Linked DNA regions of Sus scrofa: all the other regions are linked to region 2. The links are chromatin contacts, called in public HiChIP or PLAC-seq maps. All regions are on one chromosome and are shown on one strand. Each heading gives the region's core, a stretch centred on a gene start, on an enhancer-like site or on the middle of the called end of the contact. The rest is flanking DNA. Distances are from core to core; before and after follow the strand shown. Region 1 has its middle 450 kb from the start of SPRED2. Region 2 has its middle 170 kb from the start of SPRED2. Region 3 has its middle 410 kb from the start of MEIS1.

The links. HiChIP or PLAC-seq counts read pairs in DNA pulled down with a chosen protein or histone mark.
Region 1: an H3K27ac HiChIP or PLAC-seq map of skeletal muscle shows a contact between it and region 2. The contact joins two enhancer-like sites. A contact is called at or near these places in 1 of 47 Hi-C or Micro-C datasets (epiblast stem cells) and 1 of 2 datasets of contacts at active chromatin or transcription factors (skeletal muscle).
Region 3: a contact with region 2 is called in an H3K27ac HiChIP or PLAC-seq map of skeletal muscle, with 3 times the contacts expected there. The contact joins two enhancer-like sites. A contact is called at or near these places in 1 of 47 Hi-C or Micro-C datasets (embryonic fibroblasts) and 1 of 2 datasets of contacts at active chromatin or transcription factors (skeletal muscle).

What each region holds. Positions count from the first base shown.
Region 1 is chr3:76,077,509-76,080,550 of Sscrofa11.1, reverse strand. No RefSeq gene overlaps it. Among named protein-coding and RNA genes, the nearest start is that of SPRED2, 450 kb to the left of the region's middle. Within about 2 kb of position 1,605, at least 2 of the 83 cell types and tissues checked have an H3K27ac peak or open chromatin away from gene starts, as enhancers often do. A contact at or near this core is called in skeletal muscle, where this site is marked.
Region 2 is chr3:76,359,140-76,362,244 of Sscrofa11.1, reverse strand. No RefSeq gene overlaps it. Among named protein-coding and RNA genes, the nearest start is that of SPRED2, 170 kb to the left of the region's middle. Within about 2 kb of position 1,399, at least 1 of the 83 cell types and tissues checked has an H3K27ac peak or open chromatin away from gene starts, as enhancers often do. A contact at or near this core is called in skeletal muscle, where this site is marked.
Region 3 is chr3:76,036,067-76,038,959 of Sscrofa11.1, reverse strand. No RefSeq gene overlaps it. Among named protein-coding and RNA genes, the nearest start is that of MEIS1, 410 kb to the right of the region's middle. Within about 2 kb of position 1,304, at least 10 of the 83 cell types and tissues checked have an H3K27ac peak or open chromatin away from gene starts, as enhancers often do. A contact at or near this core is called in skeletal muscle, where this site is marked.

The DNA of each region.
Region 1 (3,042 bases), core at 356-2,855, 280 kb after region 2:
CTCTGCAAGTAATATTTACATTTTAAATGGTCAAGAATTAACCTTAGATTTTATTTCACTTATTGGAGGCACAGCACACAAGGAAGCGAATAATTTTGGGAAGAGTCAGAATTTATGCAACAGTAACCTATTTTAACATACATTAAGCCATAGGTCTAATTGCAAGACAAAGCTAGCCCTTCATTTTTCACTGCTGTGGGTTGGGACCACATTTTATAATCTTGGACAGTGATCATTTTTAAGCAAAATTCTGCCTGTTGGCTATCTTACATGCAACATGATTTCATGAGGGAGTCCTGGTGTAAGTGTGGGAGGGCGGGGATGGGGGTCGGAGGATTCATTCTCCTATCTTTATTTAGGAGAAAGAGCCTTTGGTACTAGAATAAAGGCAGATTGTTCATTTAGACCCTAAGTCCTAATTCCAGGGAGTTTTCCACATGCTGAAAATGCTTAACTTTGAAAAGACAAGCTGAGGTCTTTTAATTTTGGGAATACTCCCACAACTGATGCTTGCCGTTTTGAAATTTTTGCAATCCTTAAATAATTGAATAATTTTGAATGGGTAGAACTGTTTGAACTTGTTATTTTTGGATATTCTTAAGCACTTCTCTTACAGTCTTAAGTCATCTTCTTTGGTTTAACCCAACATTTTTCAGTGTTGCCACTGTTAACATTTTGAGCCAAGCAGTTCTTCGCTGTGGGGGCAGTGCTGTGCATTGTAGGAAGTTTAATAGCATCACTGGCCTCTACCTGTTATGTTCTAGTAGTATACTCCTCCTCTCCCCCCACGTTCCCACAACCCATTGTGACAACCAAAAGCATTTATCAAAATTTGGCTGAATTTTGACATGGCCCACATGGTCCAGTTAAGAACTACTTGTTTATTAGTTCCTTCTGGGGGTTAACACAGGGAAGAGCTGACTGTGTCACATTATTTTGAACTCAGCTGTCATATGCCCAATCAACTGCAGGATGAGCTTCTTGCCCTCTTAGATGCTGGTTTAAAATGGCACTCTTGCAAACACAAATACAACCATATGGCGGAGTATTTGGGGAGCTCTTTTCTTTAGTTTACTCACACCTGGCACAGAATCATGGCAAAGTTATTTTAATGTCTTCAGGAACAAGGCATTAGTTATTCCCCAGTAGCAGCGCAGAGGGTGATATGGCTGAACACATGTCATATAATCAGATTTTTAAAACTCCAGCTCATCAATTGATGATGGTAATATGCTTGGGCATTGCCCATGTTGTTAACCTCAGCAATCAAAATAAAGTAATTATACTCATTACAGACCTCTCAAAACCCAGCTCAGTGTCCTTGTGCATGAGAGGCAAACTCTGCCACTGTCACTTCCCACAGTTCGGATACCACATAAAGGTTTTACTAGCTCATTATGGTGCCAGAGTAGTTACTGTGCAGGGAAAGGAGACTTAGAGGTGAGTCCATGAGGAGACTGATAGTCTTTTCATTTAGGAATGGCCTAACATGCTGGAAATAGTTTCAAGTAGCTGGCTGGGCCCGATGGCCTGGAACCAGCGATTTAAGGCACACCCAAGCCTAGTGAGCTGTGACTGTCCAAAGTGTTCTGGCTGACAGAGTCGGTCATCCGCTTGAGCCAGATTGCTGAGAGGGCATTAAAGGAAGAGCCAGTAAATGCACAGCTGTTGGAGACCTCTCTACCAGGAATTGAGGTGACAGTGTGCAGACCTGCAAGGTGGCCACATTTTATTACCAAATATCTTCAATGGACAGTCAGGCTAAGTGAGTAAAATGTGGTGATCTGAAACTAGTCATAGAAGCCTAGTTATTGAATCAGAAATGAATATACCATCAGATATGAGTGCTTGGATCTGGGAGCAGAGAATGGAAATTTGGATAACGGTTGAAAGAGTATTGTAGCTTGAAAATAGGGAAGAAAGGTAAAATATTGAAGCTGTTTCTGAAAGTTTTTGAAAACTGTAGTACTAAAAATTTGTTTGCAAGGATTACATTCATCTTGGCTTTGAATTTCTTTCATACTCTGACCCCAAAAAAGACAGCATACTTCCCAAATTTCCTTCTCTACAATTAATTAGACCATTGTGCATTACTTCAGTAGCCAAATGACATGTCAGGCCTAAAATAATATTCATAAAGCATTTACTATAAGATTGTTACAGCAGTAAGAAAAATGACTTAACTTAATCCACATCATAGCAGTAAAGGGGTGAATAGGGTGAAAGGTAGTAAAACAAAGGGACAGGAATTTGGCAAAGCCACCAAAATCCTGGGAAGACTTATGTGGTATAAAAATAACCATGGATCTGACAGACTAAACAATAAAATTGCTCAGCTAATTAGTATCTTACATTGAGCGACTTAAGTGAAGAGAAGTTGATGGGAATAATTGACAAATGCACACAAAAATTAACTCAGTACTCAAAACATTACAGAAATAGAAGGAAATTCAGGATTTGAAAAATTAAGATAAGTAATTCCAGGAAAAGCAAATAAAATATTCTTGGGCTTGACAATAGTACCAATTAGCTCTCACTGAGTGTGTTCCTCAGAGATGATGTGTGATTGAATTGTTGGCAAATGTTTTTGAAGTTCCTAATACTGAACAGGCTGCAGCTTTGTGGTTGTGAGAGAACCAAATGGGGCAGATGAGCCATGGGATTGTCAACCTATTGTCATATCTGAACAGGAGGTTACTGAAGCAATCCAAATAACAATTCACTAGAAAGCTGAAGGTTCTGACTTGCAAATAATCTAGTCCAAGAAGCTCCCAGTAACACATGACAGTATCACAAGATGTTTCCTGTAACTACCACGTCAGTCCGACATAAAGGTTGATTCATGACATCTGGAAACAGCTGGTTTTTACTGAAAGACAATGCAATTTCAAATTATGTTAAATATAGCCTGCTAATATGCTTACCTGCCACCCACAAATCATTGGCAGACATTTGGGGCTGAGAAGATTTCCTCACATTGTCAGAAAAATCAGGTTGTGACTAATAAACAGAAAGTGTGTTATAATTTGGACAAGGAGGTAA
Region 2 (3,105 bases), core at 150-2,649:
CCTCAATGGCTTTTCTTTATATAGGCCTGATCACTGGTAGAGTTTAGTGGTAAAGAACAGTGTACTTGTGCCCTCCATCCTGGTTTGTCTCTCGGCTCCACAACTTATGTGATTCTCTAGGTGTTAAGTTGTTCAGCTGGTATAGCAAGGGAACTAGATAAATGCTCTCTCATTATTATTGTGACACTGCAGAAATTGCATTGACAAATACCTTGTATTAGTGTAACAGGATAGAGAATATAATTCACTGGAAATGGATAAAAGCAGTCATATTGGGAGAACTGTGCCCACGCAGGGAGTCATGGACACTGAGTGTGGTGTCTTTCTGATGAAAGAAATCCAAGATGACGCAAATAGATGGAAAGATATACCATGCTTGTGGATTGGAAGAGTTAATATTATCAAAATGACTATACTACCTAAGGCAATATACAGATTCAATGCAACCCCTATCAAATTACCAAGGACATTTTTTTACTGAACTAGAACAAAATATTTTGAAGTTTGTTTGGAAGCACAAAAGACCCAGAATAGCCAAAGACATCCTGAAAAAGAAAAATGGAGCTGGAGGAATCAGGCTCCTGGATTTCAGACTATACTGCAAAGCAACAGTCACCAAAACCATATGGTACTGGCACAAAGACAGAAACAGAGATCAGTGGAACAGGATAGAAAGTCCAGAATTAAACCCACGCACCTATAGCCAACTCATCCATGACAAAGGAGGCAAGGATATACAATGGAGAAAGGACAGCTTGTTCAATAAGTGGTGCTGGCAAAACTGGAGAGCCGCATGGAAAAGAATGAAATGAGAACACTCCCTAACACCATACACAAAAATAAACTCCAAATATGTTTTCTTTTTAATGTATCTTTATGTTGAGACTTGGTCACATGGGGGCCAGGATTTATGTGGGTTATGCTATGTATCAACTGAACTCAGTGACCAGTGCTGTCCTTTCCACCCATGACCTCATATAGGTATAAAGTGCTTTTTTAGCCCAGGACATTGGCAAGAGTGTCTGAAAACCATTCTAGAAGCAGACTGGTTGAGAGCCAACAACCAGTTACCTCTAGAACGACTGCCAGGTGTCAGAGGTGCTAGGAATATTTTTCAGTCTCCATGAGGAGTCACAGGCATCCAGTGATGCAGCCAGCCCTTACCACCTTGCAAGGGCCAACTGTGTGTTGATATTCCCAGCTCTGCCCTTCAGTGACATCACACTGGTAGGTTGAAATTGGCTGTGATGGAGAAATGTATATCATGGAAATTAGCAAATGCTGCAAATCAGAGGTTTTGTTTTGTTTTGTTTTGTTTTTTGTTTTCTCACTCAAGCTGGTTGTTAAATACCTACGAGCATACCACCACAGGCATCAGATTTCTCCCTCTTCTCAGTTCCAAAATTTCTTTTATTACCCAAGAGTATAAGGATCATGGTAACAAGAGGAGAATCCTGAGGAGAGAAAGCATTTCAATGCTGAAATTTTTTTTTTTTAATAGGTGGGCTAAATAGCAGTTCTCAGTTTTGAGAGGCTTTTTCAATGTTTTAATGCCTATTGATCTAATTTTGATATCCAACATTTTAGTAAAACACAGTGGATGTAAAATGATTGGATTTTTATGTTTAAATGGTGTGTGTGTGTGTGTGTGTGTGTGTGTATGAATGTTTGTGTAGTGGGAAAGACCTGGGCAGAAGGGAGCTAATATGTGGTAGAGTAGTTGTAGAAAAAAGAAATACATTTTGGCTAATTACTCCTCTATGGTTCACTCAGGTTTATTTTTGTTTTTTGGGGGGAGAGGGGACTTTTTGTACATTGACTTGTTATCTTTCCACTAGAATATTACAGGTAGAGAAGTGCAGTTTTTAAAACTGTATTTAATGAAAATCATACCCTGGGAGGAAAAAAGATTACTGAGTTGTTGTCCATGCAAGTTGAGTGCTATGTCAAGACTTCAGTTTTTCAATAAAGAGATTATCCTGTAGAATTGAGATAACTTTGGGAAGGAGTCAGAGTTTCACAGTTATGTGGTAGAAGTTTACTATTATCACTGGTTAACTCGAATTAACACAAGCATGTGATTCCAATGACATCAAGGGGAGTGTAAATGCTTTTGTTGTGTGACTCTTACTGATTGTGGAAGAACCAACTCTTGAGGAAAACAGACTTTGCAGCCATTGGAATATAATTATGTGCGTTTTGTTTGTTTTTACAGAACAGATGCAAGACAAAGAACATAGTATGAGATATCAGAATGTAATTTTGAAACATATGTTTCCAAAATTATGGAAACGTTGTGGATGATAAATAAATCCTTTCAGCCTCAGAGGGTACAGGCTTGTAAGGCCGAGGGAGGGCTGGGTGTTGGACAGGGAGGAACGTGGTTTAAGTAACAGGCTGAATGGTAAGCACATCAAAGCTATTAAAGCATAAAGCCCCAGATTTAAAAATGTGAGAGGCCAAAGATTATGTAGTGTGGTCTGACGGCTTTATAGAGCCCGTTTCAAATGAGGGCTAGAACAAAAGAATGTGTGATTGAAGCTCTTGAAGAGATTTATTTCAGCAGAGAGGCAAACATTTTGCTCTGATACCAATTAACCAGAAAAAAGCACCACGTCATAAATGCCAATATTAAAAATGTAAATCCCACACCCGAGGGTGTATGGAAGACAGGTCACAATGTTTTGAAGGGGGAATGCGCAAAGAGATAACAGGAAGAGAGCGTTCCAACCGCCCAGCCTACCTGCTTAGTTCTGTGTCCTGTCTGCTGACAAGGTTTTCAATGGGGTAGAAGGCTCTTATTTGGATAGTTGGGCCACTGGACTTGTTATAATGTGGCATGTCCGTCTCATCCAAGGGAATTTATTCTGACAACTCCAGAAGATCCTCTTTATCACACTGGTTCATCTGTACTAACCTGGGGATGCTCCAGAGTTTTCTATATTGTTCTGGATAGCATAGTTCACATAATGGATGTGTAGCGGTATACACAAAAGACAGAGTAAAAACCATCAAACGCTATGTATAGATACCACTTTGATGCCTTTTAAAATATATTCACTTCCGTTAACTTAGTTATTCCTCACCATAATTTTGTGCAAAAGG
Region 3 (2,893 bases), core at 55-2,554, 320 kb after region 2:
TTCTTTCCCTTCCCTCCCCTCCCCTCATCCCTTCCCCTTCCTTCCTTCTTTCCTTCCTTTCTCTCTCTCTCTTTCTTTCTTCCTATTCCCTTCCCTCCATTCTATTTCTGGGGATGTGGCTCATTGCCACCTTTTGCTTATACGGTCATGTCAGAACACTCCATCAAACATGGGTCAAACCAAAAAACTGCTTTTTTTCACACTCTGTGATCTTACCTTTCTATTAAATTATTGCAACTAAACTAGGAGCAGTGAAATGTTCTTTTGCACCCTTTTCATTTTTGTTCCTTTTCCAAAAAAACCCCGGTCATTATCATTGCATAGCTTCTTTTTCCTTGGAATCCTAGGATTTTTGCATTTCACCACTTGCTGCAGATTTCAGTATAAAAAGGTTGAACTTTGTTTGCTGAACGTTCTGAAATGTTCCTGATTGTAATATAATACACCAGTAATTAAATACTGATTTAGAGAGTAATTTTCCTGCGTGTCATTTCATCATCAAGGAAAAAAGACTGTTAAAGCCATCAATCTGTGGGGCCGTATGGTGCTAATATAAGGTTTTTATTAGAAACTTTTCATCCACCATTCTCGAACCATTTTATCAGCCCTTGGAATTTTCTCTAGCTTTGCCAAGGCTTCCCAGGGGAATCCTTGCAATGTCTTAATGGCTTGGAGACAGACAGGGTAATGCTCCTCACCTCAGGGTTTTCTTACATCTTCACATGTGCACTCTGTGTAGCCTCTGGGTCCAGGTAAAATGCTGGGACAGTTGCTGATTTGAAATGTGAGCCTCCCACACATCTGTTGAGGACAGTGACTATGGCAGAGAAAGTGACCCTCTCCAAGTTTTATTTGGGTCATAAAAATTCATGCTGTGCACCACCTCTTTAAGAATCTGTGCCATTAAATGTGGCTAGATCCAGAGTACACTCTGGAGGAAGCCAGAAAAGACATTAAAATGCTTAGTCTATGACACACTTCCTTATTTTTGTCATTTTGACATTTATGTGTTGTTTCATTAGGGATTTTTAAGAGAAGACCCTTTTTCGGCAAGAAGTTTTCCCCAGATCTCCATGAGAGTCAACAGTTTATAATCAAACAGCTGTCTGGTTTTCATTTCGCTGAGCTGGACCACCTGCCGGCTGTTAACCTCTGGAAGGTTATTATGATACAATTGTTGTTGTTGTTTGTTTAAAAAGTTTCAGAGCTCAAGGAAAATATTAGTAATGAGTTACTTAACCTGCAGTGTTTACTGTTCCCACTCAACTTGCAGATGGTGTCCCAATGGCCAGTGAGAGGGAGGGCTCATTGGAGGCCAACACTATTTTGCACTTGTTTTGGAGACGAACCATAAAAATAGGCTTGGCAGTGAGGATGACTGCCCTTGTGGGAGGAGGGGTGGGCAGGGTTACAAAAGCCTTTTAAAAGGAAACACAGCCTTCCTGATGACTGAGGTTGAAAGGCACATCTCAACATAACCCTTTAATTCAGCACACTGTAAACTTGAAGCTGAGGTTGGGAGATCAGTGGATCTTGTGAGCATGTGTGGTTCAGCCTCGGTGTTCTGAGGCTTGCTCACCATCTGCTTTCTTCACATGTGCACACTCCTCTGATGGGAGTGATGGCTGCAAATTCTCTCAAGCGGCTGTGTGGGTACAATTTCCTAAGCCTTATAAAAATCCAGCCCCTAGACAGTTCTGTGCAGGTTCTGATTCCAATGACCTACCTCTCCCTGGACCTGGGGGCTTGAGAGCATGAGCATAATTTGTAAAGGCGGGAACATCTCTGAGTGACTGGAGGGGATTTCCCTGCAGGGACCACAGAGGTCAGGGATTGGCTGGAATAGATGTTCCATGAAGATCAAGATTTCCTCTGTTTCCTTCCCTTCTTTATCCCCCCGGTCATTAGAACAGGGAGCAGCACATGGTGAAATGTGCTAAAATGTGAAAGGTTGAATGAATATCTTTTCTTTCTGTTTTCTGTTCACCTTCTTATTTATTCCCCAAGTAATGAGTAGTATGAATAATTGATAAATATGGTGACTCTCAGGATTTATATTACAAAACTTTTTTTTTCTGGCTTTCAGAGTTTCAGAACATTTAAGATGAAGATTTAGGCAAGATAGCATTTTGGGGCTGACTTTGGGGCTGTGTAAGGCAGAAGAGAATGGGAGAAAGGACTCCAGCTTTGGCTACAGACAGACTTTAGTTTGGAGCTGGACAATGTCTCTTTCTTACTCTGTGACCTTGGGTAAATTAATTAACCTCTCTGATTCTCAGTTTCATCATTTATAAAATGGGAATAATGATAGATATCCTATAGGTTCTTGTGTTAGAGACTGTATGGTAAAGGCCTGACTCAGGACAGAGGAGCTAAAAATAGTAATAATAATAGGAATAATATAATATATGAGTTCCTCTCATGGCTCAGTGGTTAATGAACCCTTCTAGTATCCATGAGGACACAGGTTCGAGCCTTAGCTTGCTCAGGGGGTTAAGTATCCAGCATTGCTATGAGCTGTGGTGTGGGTTGCAGACCTGGCTCGGATCTGGCATTGCTGTGGCTGTGGTGTAGGCCAGCAGCTATAGCTCAGATTCAACCGCTAGCCTGGGAACTTCCATATGCCCCGGGTACGGCCCTAAAAAGACAAAATAATAATAATAATTCATATGTTATCATCACTGTACTATAAATACTGTTGTAATACTTAATATTATAATCATTAATGCTTTCTCACACTCGCTGACTACGAAGGAATTAATTTGTTGTGGATGGCGACATTTTATATCAGAAACCGACCAGGATTGGGAGGCTTCTAGTAGCTAATTGTATAACCCAGGCAAATCTCTTAACTTTTGAACCTCACTTCCCTAATCTGTAAAGTGAGAGACAT